Linked DNA regions of Mus musculus: regions 1, 2 and 3 are each linked to region 4. The links are chromatin contacts, called in public HiChIP or PLAC-seq and promoter capture Hi-C maps. All regions are on one chromosome and are shown on one strand. The core of a region is the stretch at or near the end of the contact, and the rest is flanking DNA. Distances in the headings are between cores, read along the strand shown. Region 1 holds the start of Gabarap (gamma-aminobutyric acid receptor associated protein). Region 2 holds the start of Pelp1 (proline, glutamic acid and leucine rich protein 1). Region 3 holds the start of Rabep1 (rabaptin, RAB GTPase binding effector protein 1). Region 4 holds the start of Rpl26 (ribosomal protein L26).

Region 1 (2,838 bases), core at 198-2,697, 1.1 Mb after region 4:
TGTGAGGGTGTCAACTATAAGGTATTTCACCAACACCAGTTACTGTCATTTCAGGTTCACTGCTGATGTCCGATCGGTGCTGAGCCGAAACCTTCACCAACATAGGCTCTGGTGACAGCTGCTCCCCCTCCACCTGAGTTGGGGTGGAGGGGAAAGGGAGGGAGAGTTCTTGGGACACCGTCTGTTGCCCTGTCCAATGTGAGGACTGCCTGGGCAGAGTCTGCCCCTCCCACCCCTCTGCCCTGGGAGCCCTACACTCCACTTATGGAGTCTGGATGGACACATGGGCCAGACCGTGAAGCAGCCTCACTCTGGGTTCACACTCCGTGGAAATGCCAGACTGGGACAGGCGAAGGCCTAGAGGAGCCGAAACAGTCTGGTGAAGAGGCAGGACTGGCCAGAGTGACAGACATATCCCAGAGGCTCAAAAGAAGCCAATTCAACTTTGTTGTGATTTGATTTTTTTAAAAACTCTTATACAAAACTGATCTAATTCTTCACTCCTGCTCCAAGGGCTGGGCTGTGGGTGGGGACTGGGGTTTCGGGCCACTGGATCCTCCTCAGACTTGTCCCCCCCTTACTTTTCCTCATTTTTTTTCTTTCCCCAATCCCCCATACCTGTAATCGGCTCCTTTCTTCTTTCCTCTTTTAAACCATGCATTATAACTTTGAAACCAAAGCTGCCCTAGACCCTTCTCTGATGTTTTTGGAAATGGAGGGAACTTTGTTGACATCTGCTCTGTCCTTGAAGCAGAGGGAGAAGATGCTGTTTGGAGTTGGGGGGAAGTGGGATTTAGCACAGGGATAAAGTAGTTTATGTTCAGTGTTCGGCAGGAAAGGCCCCACTGACTGGATGGAGTCCCTGATGGACAGTGGACCAACAACTTTAAAGTAGGATATAGAAGGCTAAAGAGGGAAAACTCTAGAACCCTGGAAGGGCATACAGCTGGAGAAAGGCTGGGCTTGTCTGGGAAGTTGACGTGGACAGGCTAAGAGGGCGCTGCCTACGAGGTGTTGGCACTCCAGCAGTAACCTGGGGCGGAACCCTCTTTCCTGGCACCTCCTCTCCAGAGCCGGGACTACTTTTCGCCACCCGCCACGTGATTCTCCGCCCTTTTCTGAGGTCACATGATTTTATCTACACTCAGAAATGTGTTCCTCCGCTCTGGTGTAGTCCTTATCTTTGGGGCTTTTGCAGTTTCTCTTGGTTCACATAAGCCTGAGCCTTGAGCATTCCCTGGGTGTCTGCAAACCTCTTTCCTTTCTGTCTTATGGTGTCCATATCCACAGCTTGGGTACTACTTTGTTTTGGTGTCAACGGCCACCTTCAGCGTAGAAACACGTCTCATGAAATCCTAGACTTGTAATTGTCTGCCTTTCCCCAACGTAATTTCCGAGAACTGCAGAACTAAATCTCATGACTGCCACTGGGTACCAGTTTCGTCCTCAACTTTGTACTGTGGGAAAGGGTTTTTCAGTTCACTCGAAACAACAGCAACCTTATCTGCGATGTCATATGTGTAACCCACAAGTTGATTCCAAAGCAGTTACGCTGAAGGCGTAAGAGGACCAGGCTACGGGTTGCGCTAGCAAGCTGAGCTAGTGGCGTATGTTAGCAGGCGGGGCCGGTCCGATGGTCGGGGGCGGGGTTGATGAATAGGGAAGTGGCGCAAATTCGTGGATCGCTCCGCCAAGTCTGTTCGTCGAAGCCGCCTCCGCCGCCGCCCCCTGTCCCGGCCCCCCCCCTGGGTTCCCTCAGCCCAGCTCGGTCCAGCCCGGTTCTCGGGAGAATGAAGTTCGTGTACAAAGAGGAGCATCCGTTCGAGAAGCGCCGCTCTGAGGGCGAGAAAATCCGAAAGAAATACCCAGACCGGGTCCCGGTAAGGACAGTAGCCAGGGCCCAGGCTAGCGTCGCTGACGCTGTCGCCACAGGCTATGCTTGAGTCTGGGAAAGCTGAAGTCAGGCTCTGTCTGTCGTGGGGTTAGAACTCTGTTGTCTCTGGTACCAGAGGTCTCTCACCTGAAGTAGAGCTGGGGACTAAGATGTGGACGGGAGAGAGAGATCAGGGTATTTCTCAGAATAGAGGCCTTAGTGAGCTTGACAACCCAGAGTTTCCATGGCCATCCTCCCAACTAGCTAGATTTAATGTAGATTTTTGACCCAAACAAGTCATCCTGTATTCTCTGGTGAAAATAGTTATTGTGATGCGCCGTTCTAGGATCAGTTCTCAATATTTAGGTAAGAGTGAGGCCAGGAGCTTTGGACCTAATGCTGTGTGCACCACGTATATAAGGATAACTAGAGAAATGAGATTCCAGTAGGTTTCAGTAAAAGGGAATATTGTATGTTGAGTTCTTCATCGATATAGCAGCATATATATGTGTATGTATGTATATATATATATATATATATTCATTTTTCTCATTCTTACCTTTTATCAGGTGATAGTGGAAAAAGCCCCCAAAGCTCGGATAGGAGACCTGGACAAAAAGAAATACCTGGTGCCTTCTGATCTTACAGGTGAGGGCTTGACCTGTGGTGCACGTTTCTTTCTGTGGGTGGGCCTGCCAACTCTGTGGGAGGAGGCTTCACCTGGCAGCTGTTCTCTGGAGGCGCCTACGACCTCTGTGACTTGCTTGCATCTCCTGTTTTTGGCAGTTGGTCAATTCTACTTCTTGATCCGGAAGCGAATTCATCTCCGTGCTGAAGATGCCTTGTTTTTCTTTGTCAACAATGTCATTCCACCCACCAGTGCCACGATGGGTCAGCTGTACCAGGTACAGTACCTTGGAAGGAACGGTAGTGTTTGGAGAGGAAAGTAAAGGCCAGCGGTCGCT
Region 2 (2,700 bases), core at 92-2,591, 1.5 Mb after region 4:
ACACTCGGGCTAGACAGTCCACCACTGGCAAGAGACCTTGTCTTGACACAGGAACCTTAGGACCTAAACGTTCCTATGACTTTGATGTGTGCACCGTTGCTACCCTTGGCCCATAACCACTAACATAAACACACATACAGCTGAACAAGATGGCGGATGCCCAGCCACAGGCAGCTGGATCTCGGGGAGTTCTAGGCCAGCCTGGTCTACATAGTTCCAGACCAGCCAGAGCCACATAGTGAGACTTTGCCTCCATAAGAAAAAAAAAAAAAAAAAAAAAAAGGCAGAACTTCACAGACTGCTTATGGAAGTGTGTAAGAAACCACATATCGAGGATGGCACTTGGGTTTCTAGCTTGTAGGAACTGAACGCATGTGAATATTTTGTGCACAGGCTCCTAACCAGGTAGACAACATATTGTCTACCGCCTACCTCACCAGCCTCAACTCTACCCACTCTCTTTAACCACCTAAACCCCGAACCCAAACATTGCCCTCATTTTCCAACCCGTCCTACACGAGTGTTCCTCTAACGTTTCAACTACCCCTTCTAATTTTCTTTCACTACCTAACCCCTGTTCATCTTAAACTCCAGGTCTTTTGGAGAAATCTCTAAATACTCTCTCTACACCGGTTTAGGAAACTCATACCAGATTTAGTTTCGTGTTATGGCATTTTGCTCATCGCCACTATGACTGGAATTGGAGCGCCGAGTAGGAAGGGGTAGGCCCTTGGCTGAGAGCTAGTAAATGTTTGTGTTCAATTACCCTGGGAAAACGCCGCCAAAAGAAGTTTCGCTGAGGACTGAACTAGTCAGGGGACCTGGGATGGAACCGAGCCCCTTCATTGCTTTGTGCTTATCAATGACCTAACAGAAAAGGGGCCTAATACTGCTCTGGGGAACGCGCAGGTAATGAAGTCTGTGGATCGCGTCCTCAATGGTTAAGTGGCTCTATTCTCCACTCTCGGCTCTCCTCGAGCTCACAGCTCCAGTGTCAGCTTCAGGAAGGCGGGACCACGGTGCCCAGCCGCCTCACCAGCCTTTCCACGGTGACCGCGGGAGCCACAGACTTACCTGCGCCCCACCTGCCGTCCCATGCAGCCTCAATAAGCACATGAGCCCGGGCAAATGCGGGGCCCACTGGATTGGGGGATGCACAGGGGCCACGGGGGACGCCGTTCGCGGCTGTAACAACCCGGAAATGCTCTCTAACAGCAGCAGACGCAGACGCGGGCCGGATCCCACCGCAGAGAGACCCCCGGGCCCGCCAGGAGCCCCAGCTGGGGAGCCCGCAGAGGCCCCACTAAGAACGGCCGCCGCCATCTTCACAGGCTCGAGCAATGGCGTGGCGTGATGACGCAAACATAAGTGCGACGCACGCCGCTCGGGGAGGGGTCTTGAGGAGGGGGCTGCGGCCTGCTGGGCTGGATGAATGAGGGCTGGCGCCCTGCGGCAGGAGGGGGCATGCGCAATGTGGGCGAGCGCCAGCGTTGGGGCGGCTTGCAAACTGCTAACCCGGGCTGAGCGCTGTAGGGCGGGGCGGAGGCGTTGCTGCGCAGGCCGGACACGTGGTCTGCAGGAAAGGCGCGGGAGTCTGAAAGATCTCAGTCCAGCGTGGCTTCTGGTCACCTTCTCCCTGGGCTTAGTAATCCTATCTAAGGAGCCAACCCCAAGTCTGAAATCTGGAACGTTCTAAACTGCTTTTCCAACAATGGAAAAACAAGCTCAAACAGTGCACATGCCACAAAGTAGCAGAGGTGTCACTCTGTCCCCAAGACACACCCACAGTCATTTGTGTATTTACATTACTATACACAGTTGTTTTGTTTTTTGAGACAGGGCCCTGGCTGTTCTGGAAATCACTTTGTAGACCAGGCTGACCTCCAACTCAGAAATCCACCTGCCTCTGCCTCCCTAGTGCTGGGATTAAAGGCGTGCGCCACCACGCCCGGCTAACCTATCACTTTCAAAGGCCTCAGCATTGCCTTATTTCCTCCCTCTGCAGTCTGTACACCACACAAAAGCCGAATTGGGCTTTTCTGATATAAGCCAGTTCTTTGTTTTGTTGTTTTTGCTTTTTAACAGGCTGGCCTCAGACATGATGTGGCAATATTCCTGCCTCAGGCTCACAAGTTCAAATGCTGACATTACAGATTGGAGCCAAGAAAGCTTGTCCTTCCCAGTTTAGAGTCCTTCTGTAGCTTCTAGAGATAAGAATATTAACTGGGTGGTGGTGGCACACGCCTTTAATCCCAGCATATTGGGAGGCAGACGCAGGCAGATTTCTGAGTTCAAGGCCAGCCTGGTCTACAAAGTGAGCTCCAGGACAGCCAGGGCTACACAGAGAAACCCTGTCTCAAAAAAACAAACAAAAAAAGATAAGAATATTTCCCTACACAGACTAGAATCTATACCACCTGACCTCAGGCTGTACAAGCACTTCTTTCTTCCTCTGGTCTTTTGTTGTTTTGTTTTAGGGGTGGAGAGATGTTTGAGGTTTTGTTTTGTTTTGTTTCTTCTCCTAGTCTTGGACTAAACTAGCCTTCTTTCTATCCTCCAGCAACATCAATTCCAAGGCCTTTGCACAGACTTCCAATTTTGCCGACAGGCTTGTTGCCATTCTTAGAAAAGTTTTTCTTCCAATCTCTATCACACACACACACACACACACACACACACACACACATACACATACACACA
Region 3 (2,897 bases), core at 280-2,779, 1.9 Mb after region 4:
GAGCGAGGATTTGCTCACTCAGGAAGGTTAGAAACCAGGGGGAGGGTGGAAACAGGCTTCATTTGTTCTGTCAAAGGCATACCAGGAGATGTTAATTGCTTAAAAGTCTAAATATAACCCCCCTTCATCTTAGTGGGACCTCAGGCAAAAGTACAAACAGATGACTACCTATTTAAAATTATAAACCATTCCAAAGAACTGTGAACCTTACTAGAGCCTAGTCTTCTACTTTGACTAAAGTCAAACCATTAATGACTATTATGGTTTGAATGTAGGCATCTGCAGTGACTCTGGAGCAGACTTGAGCTTAGAACTTTTAGAATCAGAATAAATGAAGAAGAAAAAGAAAGAAAGAAAGAAAGAAAGAAAGAAAGAAAAAGAAAAAGTAGGACCTAGTAGTGGTCCAACCCTGAAATCTCAGCTTCTCAGGAGGATGAAGCAGGATTGCAGACTCAAGGCTAACCTGGGCCATTTAGGGAGAGGGTGTTTCAAAATTAAAAAAACAGAACAAGAACTATTGCTATAGCTGAGTAGTGGAGTGCTTGCCTACTATGCTTAAGGTTAAATCCCCAGGACTGCAGGAGGGAGAAAAAAAGACTAGCATAGATCCCTGGCCTTTGGGGGTATGTGCACTTGAATAAGCTGGTGAGAGGAGCGTAAGCCCTGGCTGGGCTCCTGGTCTGTTGCTTGTCTTCCTTCTTTCCTCACCTGTCTTGCACCACGAAGGATCTGTGAACACACAGAGCAGCTCAAATGTGTAAGTGCTGTGCCACCTCCTCCAAATGCAGCTGCCCTCTGGCACGTTGAGAAACGTTTACACCCTGTCTTATAGAAAAATGAGAGACTACAGCTTCAGCTACCCAGGGAGGGAATTCTGGGCTCATAGGAAGGCAGGTGGACTTGGTCCTGAAGTGCCAGACTGTGTAGACCCCTTGCCCTAGGAAGGCAGCAAGGTCTGAATGAGGCTGGAAAGGAAAGTCTGGAGTCTCCGTATGGCTCTCTTGCCCAGGCAGAAGGGTGGCACTTTCTCCTGTCAAGAATGCAAGCACTGCGTCTGGCTGTATCTCCAACAGCTTCTCTGGGCTGATCACGTTAAAGTCAAACATAGTCGCTTAATGGAAAAAGTGCATTGGCTTGCACATCTGGGGACCAGACCAAGTTCTGGCCATAACAATTCTTCCTACTTTATATCCTCATTTAAACTTTTCTTAGCCGCTCTACTTTTCAAGGTTATGAGGTTAAGGGACTTTCTCAAGGACACACAACTAGGCAAAGTAGCGGCTGGGTTCGCGTGCACCCAGGGTCTCCTCACTCAGCTTGATATTTTTGTCTGTGTCCTGGGAGCCAAGAGCTTGCACAGTCTTCGTCTTTGCAGCCGCCAGTCTCCAACACCCATAGCTCTCTCATCAGCCTCCCTCTGGCTCCCAGGCCCCGGACCCCTCCTCCCTGGTCTCCCTCCCTCCTGAGGCCCCGCCCCTCCCTTAGGCCAGCGTCACGTGCCGTCCCATCCCCCCGCGCCTGCGCACTGCTTATTTCCCGCTGTCAGGATGAGGAGGCGGAGGTCGGCGCTCCGGTCCGTCTCTGCCCGAGGCTGTGGCGGCGCCGGCGGCTCCAGCCTTAGCGGTTCCTCCCTGGGCGGCGGTGGCCGCGGCTCGGTCGACGCCTCCTCCGCCAGCTGAGCCCGCGGCATCCCGGGACGCCGCTTCCCCGCCCATCCCCGTTCTCCGAGGCCGCCCACTGGCCATGGCGCAGCCGGGCCCGGCTCCCCAGCCTGACGGTGAGGCGCCCACCATGGCGGGCGCGGCCTGCCCGGCGCAGCGTCGTGGGGGCCCTTGGGGGCAGGAAGGGCACGCGCGCGGGCCCGGGGGTGACCCACGGACTGGAGGCGGGGGCGCGCGGGCGACGCGTGCTGGGGCAGCCGGGCTGGGGAGGGAGAGGGAGGCGCGCGCGGGCGGCCGCGGGGAAGGGCGTGGGGAGGCTGCAGGGAGGGAGCCGGCGGAGAGGAAGGTGCGGTGGGATCAGCACGTGGGTTCCTCGGGTGGGGAGGATGGAAATGGAGAGCATGTGCTATATTCCTTAAAGAAAACGCGAGCCCTCGCCTTGGTAGTGGCCGTGTGCCCTCTCGCCCCACCTCCGCTCCCGCCTCCTCAGGCCACGCTCCAGCGCTCTTTGCACCGGACTTGTAAAAGTAACTGTGATCCTAAGCATTGGGTAGCATTCTTTTGAGTGGTTGTGTTGCTTCATGGTAAGGCCGGGCTCATATCTTAGTCTCTTAGGGCCTCAGTTTCTGACGAACGAAGAGCGCTTGATTCATGTCTCTTTATCGAGAAAGATGGGCAAGTCTTGGGCCAGGCGATAAAGATGGCAACGTTCATCTGTAAAAGGATAGTTTAGTATTATTTCGAGAGTGTTAGGGATGAAAAGGTGCTCGAGTGGGCCGAAATCGAGGAGTCAATCGTCTTCTCCATTCCGTCTCTACCGTTCAAGCGATGGGGTCTCACTTTGTGGACCATGATGACCTGAAACTCCTGAGCTATCCTGCCTCAGTTTCCTGAGTAGCCAAGACTTAGACGTGCAGGACAGACTGTCTTAATAATGCTCATATTGGAAGAAAAAAAGGGCCTTGTTCTAAATAAGCCATGATGGTTATTAGAACCCTTTATGACCTTTAAACCGACTGAGCTCTGCCCCAGAGTTTTGACCACATTGTTTCAGGTGTTGTTGTCGTCAACCGGGAGTTATGTTTGGAAAGAATGTGCTCCGTCCTTGGCAAGATCTTACTGTATCTAGTTGGGAAAGTTCTTTCAGGTGTACTTTTCTAATTGGCTTTTGTGCTTAGCATCTTTACCTGTAAGTAGAATGTTGGGATGTGGTGGTTGGCTCAGGAGGTTCTTGGC
Region 4 (2,700 bases), core at 178-2,677:
CATCAGCCTAAAGACGTTAGTGATGTGAAAGGGTATAGAAGAGTGTGTCCTGCCTAGTGTTCCGTAAGCTCCCTGTATCTTAAGACAGTATGTGCCTCCTGTTAGCATGACGGCTATATTATCTACAGAAACCGATGCCTCCGAACCCATTTGCAGAGAATCGGATCCCCTTGACCTACCTCCATCAGATCTGGAACCGAGAACTCTCAGGAGGGGGTTGAGGTCATAGTTTTAAAGGGTACACCTGTCTGCGATGAGAGTGTCCCCCCACCCCGTGTCTCTTTCTTTTCTTTCTTCCTTTCTTTCTTTCTTTCTTTCTTTCTCTCTCTCTCTCTTTCTCTCTTTCTCTCTTTCTTTCTCTCTCTCTCTCTCTTTCTCTCTTTCTCTCTTTCTCTCTTTCTTTCTTTCTTTCTTTCTTTCTTCCGTTCTTTCTTTCTTCCGTTCTTTTTCTCTTTTCATGTTTTCAGTTTTTCGAGACAGGGTTTCTCTGTGTAGCCTTGGCTGTCCTGGAACTCACTCTGTAGACCAGGCTGGCCTCGAACTCAGATATCCGCCTGCCTCGCCTCCCAAGTACTGAGATTAAAGGCAGGCGCCACCAATGCCGGCTTTTCCTTTTTTTTTTTTTTAAATTGGATATTTTCTTTATTTACATTTCAAATGTTTTCCCCTTTCCAGGTCTCCCCTTCGGAACTCCCCTATCCCATCCCCTCTGTCCTTACCTCCCCCACCCATCCACCCACTCCCGTCTTCCCGCCCTGGCATTCCCCTACACTGGGGCATGGAACACCCTCAGGCCCAAGGGCCGCCCCTCTCACTAATGTCCAACAAGGTCATCCTCTGCCCCGTTTGTGACCGGAGCCTGTAATCTTTTGTTGGTGGTCCAGTCCCCGGGAGCTCCGGGGGATCTGGCCTCGGGTCTGTTTGTTTAAGTGTGATTTGAACCGGCAACTTGGCATCATCAGGGGGCCAAGACCTATTTCCGTCCAGGTGAGGGATGGTCTCAATTTCGCAGAAGGACCCAGAGTAGTCTACCCAGATGTGGGGGCGGCCGGCTGGGGCTAATTATAAGAACTAACTCCTATGGGTCAAGTCACCGAGGTAACCGTCTGGCCAAGGTCCCAGAGCCACTCGGCGCCTAAAAGTAGGTCTTGCGCTTCGCCCGGAGCCCAGGAATGAAAGGGTGAGGTCCCCCAGGTCCTCTCACGCCGGCCTACCGTCCCTAAGCAACCCTCTTCATCCCAGGAGCACTGCCTTCCCCAGAGGACTAAGCCTACCACGCACACCTCCGAGGGATGACGTCAGGACCCCTCGCAGTCCCCCTCCGAGCCGCTAGATGTCGCTAAACTCCCATTCCTAGTTTCTTCTTTTCTCCCAACCTCCTCTCCCCTTTCGCTCCGAGACTCTCGCGAGATCTCGCGGCAACTTACAGAACCGGAAGTCGCGTGTAGTTCTCTTTCCTTTTGCGGCCATCGGTGGATCGCAGCCGGTGAGTTCTCGGCGGGTTGTCGCTGGTAATCCGCAGCCATCCGCGGCGAGGCGAGGAGGCTTTTCTGTCCCGAGGCCCCGAGACGGCCTTGCTGGCCCGGCATCAGCCAGGGAGCCGAACTGGGGCGGGCTCGGTCCGTGTCTTTCCTAGCCAGGGCCCGCGGGGCTGGAGAGGGTTAAGGGGACCAGGTTCGTGGACTCGAAGGCCGGCGGGGCCCATGGAGATGGAGTTAAATAATCATAAGCCCCGGGTCAGCCGTGCGGTTGCCCTCTCGCCAGTTGGGAGGGCTTGGAGATCCGCCCTTGCTTCCATGCTCAAGTGGGGGGCAAAATGCAGAGCACCAGAAGCGGTAAATGAGAAGGTAAAGACCGACGCTGTGTAGGACCCTCCCGGGATGCTGAAGTTGGAAAGTCAAGTTTAAAAGTAGGATAGGTGTTACTAATGGCAGAGTCTTCATCTTGTTTTCAGTCTTTAAAGACGAAAAAACCCTCAGATGGGAAGGTCTGGAGTAACCGAGCATGATACCTTCCAGTGAACGTTGTGTGCTTTCAGAGTGGAGTTGATGCTGTTTAGGGAACTGGTTGAGACTTGAAACGTTAAAGGGTCTTCTGGTTTTTGTTTTTGTTTTTTTTGTTTGTTTTTAAGCCAAAATGAAGTTCAATCCCTTCGTGACTTCTGACCGAAGCAAGAACCGCAAACGGCATTTCAATGCGCCCTCTCACATTCGGAGGAAGATCATGTCTTCCCCTCTTTCCAAAGAGCTGAGACAGAAGTATAACGTTCGGTCTATGCCCATTCGGAAGGATGACGAAGTTCAGGTATGTGTCCTTGCTTGGCGAGGCGAAGCTGAATGGAATTTTACGATTATTTGGGGGGCGCGGGGGGGGGTGAGAAAACCTGCATTTGATGTATGAAAGGGTTGCTTTGCATCAAAAGAACTGGAAAGCAGTGTGCTTTTTGGTCCTGCCTCAGCGGTTTGCTAATGTCTTTGTGTGGGGTTCTATTAGCTCTATTGGGGAGAGATTATCTGTAGCTGTAATTTATAGCTAGTGATTGGTAAGTTCTGGAAGTCTTTAAAAGAACGCAGGGTGGGTTTCTTTGTGTAGGTAGCCCTTGGCTGACCTGGAAAAGAGATAAGATAGAGCCCTAGGATAAAGGGTGTGCACTTCGAGACTGGCACATCTTAACACTTTTTAAGAATACTTAATAAAATG

Evidence for each region. Promoter capture Hi-C pulls out the DNA fragments that hold promoters and counts their contacts. HiChIP or PLAC-seq counts read pairs in DNA pulled down with a chosen protein or histone mark. Capture Hi-C pulls out chosen DNA fragments and counts their contacts.
Region 1: a contact with region 4 is called in an H3K27ac HiChIP or PLAC-seq map of microglia, with 6 times the contacts expected there. The contact joins the promoter of Gabarap here to the promoter of Rpl26 in region 4. A contact is called at or near these places in 1 of 39 promoter capture datasets (cranial neural crest), 1 of 484 Hi-C or Micro-C datasets (B cells), 1 of 115 datasets of contacts at active chromatin or transcription factors (microglia) and 1 of 9 other capture datasets (pancreatic islet).
Region 2: a contact with region 4 is called in a promoter capture Hi-C map of liver, with 2.1 times the contacts expected there. The contact joins the promoter of Pelp1 here to the promoter of Rpl26 in region 4. A contact is called at or near these places in 2 of 39 promoter capture datasets (both in liver).
Region 3: a promoter capture Hi-C map of liver shows a contact between it and region 4, with 2.4 times the contacts expected there. The contact joins the promoter of Rabep1 here to the promoter of Rpl26 in region 4. A contact is called at or near these places in 3 of 39 promoter capture datasets (liver and pre-B cells) and 1 of 9 other capture datasets (liver).

What each region holds. Positions count from the first base shown.
Region 1 is chr11:69,989,923-69,992,760 of GRCm38.p6, forward strand. It overlaps Gabarap (gamma-aminobutyric acid receptor associated protein), which reads left to right and starts at 1,448. Exons shown (of 4, transcript NM_019749.4): 1 at 1,448-1,880; 2 at 2,443-2,521; 3 at 2,660-2,778. The coding sequence starts at 1,791. It overlaps Ctdnep1 (CTD nuclear envelope phosphatase 1), which reads left to right. Exons shown (of 8, transcript NM_026017.2): 8 at 55-679. The coding sequence ends at 115.
Region 2 is chr11:70,408,690-70,411,389 of GRCm38.p6, forward strand. Pelp1 (proline, glutamic acid and leucine rich protein 1) reads right to left here and starts at 1,342. Exons shown (of 17, transcript NM_029231.4): 1 at 1,075-1,342. The coding sequence starts at 1,323.
Region 3 is chr11:70,843,232-70,846,128 of GRCm38.p6, forward strand. Rabep1 (rabaptin, RAB GTPase binding effector protein 1) reads left to right here and starts at 1,530. Exons shown (of 18, transcript NM_019400.3): 1 at 1,530-1,777. The coding sequence starts at 1,744.
Region 4 is chr11:68,900,139-68,902,838 of GRCm38.p6, forward strand. Rpl26 (ribosomal protein L26) reads left to right here and starts at 1,428. Exons shown (of 4, transcript NM_009080.2): 1 at 1,428-1,486; 2 at 2,132-2,304. The coding sequence starts at 2,137.